2 separate regions of the Zea mays genome follow, and region 2 is linked to region 1. The links are chromatin contacts, called in public Hi-C maps. All regions are on one chromosome and are shown on one strand. The core of a region is the stretch at or near the end of the contact, and the rest is flanking DNA. Distances in the headings are between cores, read along the strand shown. Region 1 holds the start of LOC100283982 (peptide methionine sulfoxide reductase). Region 2 holds the start of LOC100192019.

Region 1 (3,373 bases), core at 719-3,218:
GTAGTAGATGCCCGACCGGTACTGCGTCCCGACGTCGTTGCCCTGGCGTCACGGAGAAATGCGTCACATTGGACCGAGTAATTAACTAATTAGGAGAAAGCAAGATGTGCAGTCGATCTTCCGTGAAATTACCAAAAAGTAATTTCTTCGTTATTTAGGCCCTGTTTGGAACATCTCTAAAACTAATAGTTAGCTATTAAAAATTAGTTGTTGGGTTCTAAACACCATCGACTAGTACCGTAGATAATTGTTAGATACCTCACAACTAACAATTACTCCCTCCGTTTCTTTTTATTAGTCGCTAGATAGTGCAAAATTGCACTATCCAGCGACTAATAAAAAGAAACAGAGGGAGTAGTTCATTAGCCGGCTCAACCTAGCTAATAATTTATTAGCTAGGTAACTATTAGCTCTAGGGGTTCCAAACAAGGCTTTACTCTACTAATATATCAAAATATTAAGTTATGATTTATCTATAAACGGTATAAAACAGAAAGTCTCTACTCCTGTAAAACACTAGTTTTGATGTCTATTTCTCTCCCCTACTTATATGTCGTTACTCTATAGACGAGCCATGAAAACCATCCAAGCCTACATGCATCGTGAGCATCCAAGCCCAAAACGACAGGAAACCATTCACAACGCAACACTCCTATATATTACCACACGATAGTTAAAAGAGGACGAACCATCGAACGAGTTATAAAAAAAGTGTCGAGTTCTATTTGACTTATACATTTTTATATCTTTTGGCTAAAATAAAATATAATATTTATTCTTGCGCGACGTGGCAATGTGCAGGTATTATTGTACTAGTTTTATTTAATACACACGATTAAAAGAATAGAATTTTGTAGTTTTTATCTCTTAATATCGTGGTAGAATAAATAATAAGGTGTTCTATAAAATTTTAAGAGTTTTTTATGATCTTCTATTTTTGTTTTAGGGTTTAGAATGGACCAACTAATAGATCAACTAATTGCTAGTTATATATATCTCGATAGCTATTAATTGCTAGCTGCTCTAACCTAATTAGCTTGACAAGGTTTAGAACGGGGCCTTATCTATTACTAGGGAAACAAGCGTTTGGCTGTCTAAACGACTAAATTAGGATGTTGACGTCAATGACCAGGTTCCATATTATTGACACCATACAGTGTTTTTTATGGACACGAACACGATGCTCCTCCACATGACATCGACTGATGCTGTCTTGTCTACGTACGGTCTACCATTGGCTAATATGCTGACTTGTCAACTAATTTGGGATACTAGCTACGTGGTGCAATAAAGAAACATAGATCGCGTTCAGCGGCTGCGAAAGGCGCAGCGGAATCGAAAATAGTATCCGTTCCAGGTGACCAGGTCCATTGAACCTGGCAACTGGTTGCAGTGGGCCCCCAACCAGCCCTGCGACTGCGACTGCGACGCCGGCGACAGGATCAGGCGATCAGCTAGGCTGGCGCCGGCGCCGCCACCGCGCAAGAGATTGTGTGTGTGTGTGTTTATTCAGTAGACGGTCGCGCACCTGTCTGTTGAGCGTGGTGGGGTTGTGCTTGGCCCAGAAGACGTCGAGGAGGACGTCGTAGGGGCAGGCCTTGGGGTCGTAGTGCACGCGGACCACCTCGGCGTGGCCCGTGCCGTTGCCGCAGACGTCGCGGTAGGTGGGGGCGTGGCGGTGGCCCTGCGAGTACCCCACCTCCGTGCGCGCCACGCCTGGGAGGCGCTGGTACACCAGCTCCACGCTCCAGAAGCAGCCCGCGGCGAACTGGGCCAGGGCCAGGCCTTCGCCCGCCGGCGCGTCCCAGTCCGGCGCCAGGGCCGGGCTCGCCGCGTCAGCGGTGGACATGGCGGCGCCCGTGGTCGGCCGATGTGTTTGGGTTGGGATGGTGGTGGCTTTGTTTGTGGAGGAGCTGAGTCGAGGAGGACCCGACTCCCGAGTGAGTGAAGTGAGTCTCCCAATCTGATGGCAATTTCAGCTTCTGCTTGTTTAGTTTTTGTTTATGGATGGACCAGTGTTTCCTCTCTATTTTCCCGGCCGGCCAGGGGCGTCAGCGGTGACGTTTAGTGTTATTTGAATGGACTAGAGGTAATATTTAGTTGACTAAAAAGTTGTTAGTAGAATTAAATGTGGACCTTAAGAAATTGTAACAGAAAGTTCTGTATATTCTTATGTTTTAGAGTTGATTTGGTGACATGGGATCACGGAAGGATTGGAGGGCGTTGAGGGGAAATAAACTAATTTCGCCCTCAATCACCTTTAATCCTTCTATGATCCTCTTGTCACCAAATCAACCCACTAAATCAGCTCTTAAGGTTTGTTGTCGCCCTTGCTAATTTGTTATGTAGTTATACGTGTACACGTCCTGATGTAAATCCTCACAAAATCTTATAGATGACTACAATCTGTGCAAGCTGCTATTTCTGTGTAGTAGTTAGGATTTCCACGGCAGATGTAACCATGTGCTTCCAAATAAATCGGGGGAAAGTACAATGTATAACTAGAAAACACGAGGAGATCGCTGTACAGATTAATATTTTGGTATCGAAAAGCTATGACTTGGATCAGTGTAAATAAACTAATGTACAGTACCTTGTCGCTCGTTCGTGAACGGCAAAACCTAGCATGCGCGCAGCTATTTGCGACCTCTCCTGTGTAAATGTTTAACGCAGGACCAAATTTGTCTATTGAAAATATTCAAAACGAGGGACAAACTAAATCATTGCTTTCGATTTTGTCCATTGTGTAAATGTGCACAACATGACCAAATTTGTCAATTCAAAAGATTAAAAATGAGGGCCAAATTAATTATGAAAAGTATATATAACATGTCTTTCGACTGTCTGTTGTGTAAATGTTTAAAGCAGGGCCAATTTTGTATTCTGTATTCTTCAAAAGATTCAAAATGGGAGCCAAAAGTGAAATAAATATATGCGGTGAGCGTGGATCGAACACGCGACCTTCAGATCTTCAGTCTGACGCTCTCCCAACTGAGCTATCCCCGCTATTTGTTTATCTAAAAACTGACATTTAAACTAATCATTCGCGGCTTCGCTGCCGTGGCATAGACCCACGATGCAAGGAGGCAAGATCCAGATCAAGAGCCAACACCAACACCCAGCTGCTGCTGAAAACTCCAGCGATTCACAAACAAACAGGGCGGCGAGAATGCAGCCCGCGGTACTACAAAGGTTCTTGATGTTGCTCTGCAGCGTTACAATTTCAGACGACGTGCTGCGCGTTGTCCAGAGTTCAGAAAAAGGAAAACGTCACAATCACAATTCAGAGGGGGAGAAGCGACGTGTACTACAACTTCAAACCAAACATATAAAAAAAGTGATCATTTTCATGCAGAAAGGGCAAGGAGCTCCA
Region 2 (3,426 bases), core at 60-2,559, 230 kb before region 1:
CAACTTAGGTACATGCAGCTGGGTGCTGAAGCTGTGCATGCTGCAAAGCCTAACGTCCTGCGGCTTGTTCGCTGCGGCTTTAATCCAACTGCGGCTGCGGCTTCTACAGTATTTTGTCTCTAGGGATTGCAGCCGCAACAGTATTTTGCAGCTGCAACAGTGCTCTCGCATGGGCAGCCGAACAAGCTCCTGGTTATTTTTTCGGGCCTGGATATTGACAACACTCTCAGCTTCTTTTTTTTCTTTTCAAAATGGACCTGGACAGGGCAGTTTGGGCTCTGCAAAGGGGGTTACTGTATCAGAGATGGCATTTTAGCTTATGATGAATCATATGGATTTCTATCATGGGACTGGTGCACAGCTAGCTCTCCAATCACACCATTCCAAGGTTTGGCACTTCATCTATCTAACTAATGTTAGTCTTCAACGCTATAAGAACCACAGCTAAAATATGTCAATGAGCTTGTTGTTTTATTACACATTTTTATGATCAAAGTATGCTCAAACCTCAAAGTAACTAATGTTAAGAGGAACTTGAATTTTGTTCTAATCTCTCTTCTCTTCGAGTACAACTAAAAAATATATGCAGGGAATCGTCTACACGCCCTTGGATCAATGTGTCATCATTTGAAACACTTTTGCTCTGCGCGTGTTTGGTATAACTTTTTTTTGAAGAGTTTTTTTGAGGTTCTGAATTCGTGTTCTGAATTCGTACTAGCTGTCACTAGAATCTAAATATCAAAGGGTTTATGTGTGGAGAAAGATAAAGGAGCTCGTAGGATTTAGGATCTAGAAAGCAACGGATTTCTCCTGTCGCGACGACTCACGAATCCTACATTCACATTGATTTTGACTATTTTTACGGAAGTAATTCTTACACAAGCGAATTGAAAAACAAAAACGTTTGACTGATAGAATCGGATTCCGATGGCCAGAATTTAAGCTGAAACAAACACCCCTCTACATAGCCAAATCCACTGACAAACAAACAAAATCGTCGAGCCTACGACACAAGAGCGTGTTATAGGCACCCACCCCAAGCAAGGCAAGAGACAATCCTGCAGTGGATCGTGAGCCTGAATCAGCTTCAGGACAAGCGTTTTGGTCTCTTCAGTAGCTAGTATGCTCTGCTTGCTCATTCCCATGCCGGCCGCCGTCGCTTTCCACCCTTTCAGTTGGACGCAACCGCAGCAGCATGTGGCAGTTCTTAGGTTACAAGCAAACGCATCCTGCACTGCACGTCGCGCACGCGCCAGTGCTACAGAGATGTCTGCACTATTTCAATTGCAACCGATTCCAGCGGCACGTACTCGAGGTGTACTCCAGTCCTACATCGAAATGGTGTGCTGGTTGCTGAATGCAGGCAGGCAGGCACGGCATCGGCATCACTGGAAATTGAAGCCCAAGAGGGGGGAGGTAGGTGGCCATTCAACTCCAACCCTCTACCGGCCGGGCTGGCCTCCGATTTGTTTTTCCCAGCCTCTGATGCGAATTAGGAGCGCAGCACTGGTCTCATTACTCGCCACAATGACCTTCCTTTAAGCATAGATTATATCCGAACAGTTGTTGCTGCCAAGCCTTTACTTTAACCATCGGCAAGAGTAAGATCCCTGTGCGCACGCATACGCATGTCCAGGCCCAGCGGCGCCTGCTATAAAAATCTCCACGTCCACCGCCCGGCTCCGTGTCCCTCCCTCGTCACATCTGCCGTCCGTCACCATGGGGTGTTCGTGTCCTCCGCTCGCCGACGCCGCGTGCCTGGCCCTGCTTCTTCTGGCCTTGTCGTTGGCGTGTCGCCACCACCACGGGTGCGCGGCGGCCACGCTGTCGACGGCGTCGCGGTGGGTGCTGGACGAGAGCGGGAGCCGGGTGAAGCTGGCGTGCGTGAACTGGCCGTCGCACCTGGAGCCGGTGCTGGCGGAGGGGCTGGGCAAGCGGCCCGTCGGCGCCATCGCCGCGGACGTGGCCGCCATGGGGTTCAACTGCGTCAGGTTCACGTGGCCCACGTTCCTGGTCACCGACGCCTCCTACTCCGACCTCACCGTCGCGCAGTCCTTCCAGCGGCTCAACCTCACCGAGTCGCTCGCCGGCATCAGGGTCAACAACCCCGGGGTCGTCGACCTCAAGCTCATCGACGCCTTCAAGGCAAGTCTGTCTGTCTCGCTCTCACGAAGGACAAGCCCGAGCAGACGCGTGACGTTGTGGATCGGGTGTGCATGCAGGCCGTGGTGAGCAGCCTGGGCGAGCACAACCTGATGGTCATCCTGGACAACCACCTGAGCAAGCCCGGGTGGTGCTGCAGCAACACCGACGGCAGCGGCTTCTTCGGCGACACCTACTTCGACCCGGACGTCTGGGTCGACGGCCTCACCAAGATGGCCACCATGTTCGCCGGCGTCCCCAATGTCGTCGGCATGAGCCTTCGGAACGAGCTCAGGGGCCCCAGGCAGAACGTGAACGACTGGTACAAGTAAGCGGTCAAAACTGTTCATATCGCTTGTTTTTTTTATCTGAGGAAGCAAACACGATTAGTGCAAGTAGAACACTCGTTTTTCACTTCTTCTCTGCCATGGGTATTAATACCCATGCTCAGTGTCGTGATTATGTCCTACCCACCCCACCTCACCCCGTGTTCATCTGTGTCATCTGCCATGCCCGCCATGGCCCGTTAATGAAACCCAGTGTGTGGTTGGCAGCTCGCTTCCTACCGCCATAGTACTCCAGCAGGAGCACAGAGGACTGGAGCAGTGCACACTACTGCACGCACTGCTCCTGCACAACATGTGAAGATCAGTAAATGGCGTTTTAGTACTATACGCAGTAGTTTTCTTCGTTCATTCACTCACTATAGTGCGCCCTGCGCGCGCGCCGGTAGTACCACCAACAATTTTATCTGTTCGGAGGACGAGCTTTCAATGGCACAGTTGCAGTTGGTAGCCGCACGACTGGCAGTTGACTGTGAGCTGACGACAGCCACCACGTCGACACGCACGCAGGTACATGCAGCGCGGCGCGGAGGCGGTGCACGCGGCGAACCCGCGCGTGCTGGTCATCCTCTCGGGCCTCAGCTTCGACAACGACCTGGCCTTCCTCAACTCGCGGCCGGTGAACCTCAGCTTCACCGGGAAGGTGGCGTTCGAGGTGCACTGGTACAGCTTCTCCAACGGTCCCGAGTGGAGCTCGGGCAACGCCAACCAGGCGTGCGCGCGCATCACGGCCGGCATCACCCGCCGCGCGTTCTACCTGCTCGACAGGGGCTGGCCCGTCATCCTCAGCGAGTTCGGGGTCGACAACCGCGGCGTCAACACCAACGACAACCGCTACTACGGCTGCGCCGCCGCCGCCGCGGCCGACCTGGACCTGGACTGGGCGCTCTGGGCGCTGCAGGGGAGCTACTACCTCCGCGAGGGCGTCCTGGGGCTCGAC

Evidence for each region. A called contact is a pair of places that touch in the nucleus more often than the background predicts.
Region 2: a Hi-C map of ear shows a contact between it and region 1, with 2.3 times the contacts expected there. The contact joins the promoter of LOC100192019 here to the promoter of LOC100283982 in region 1. A contact is called at or near these places in 2 of 25 Hi-C or Micro-C datasets (ear and tassel).

Annotation. Positions count from the first base shown.
Region 1 is chr2:38,446,832-38,450,204 of Zm-B73-REFERENCE-NAM-5.0, reverse strand. LOC100283982 (peptide methionine sulfoxide reductase) reads right to left here and starts at 1,968. Exons shown (of 2, transcript NM_001156880.1): 1 at 1,529-1,968; 2 at 1-42. The coding sequence starts at 1,849. TRNAF-GAA (transfer RNA phenylalanine (anticodon GAA)) reads right to left here and starts at 3,006; the gene lies at 2,934-3,006.
Region 2 is chr2:38,679,547-38,682,972 of Zm-B73-REFERENCE-NAM-5.0, reverse strand. LOC100192019 reads left to right here and starts at 1,309. Exons shown (of 3, transcript NM_001137443.2): 1 at 1,309-2,145; 2 at 2,223-2,470; 3 at 2,997-3,426. The coding sequence starts at 1,720.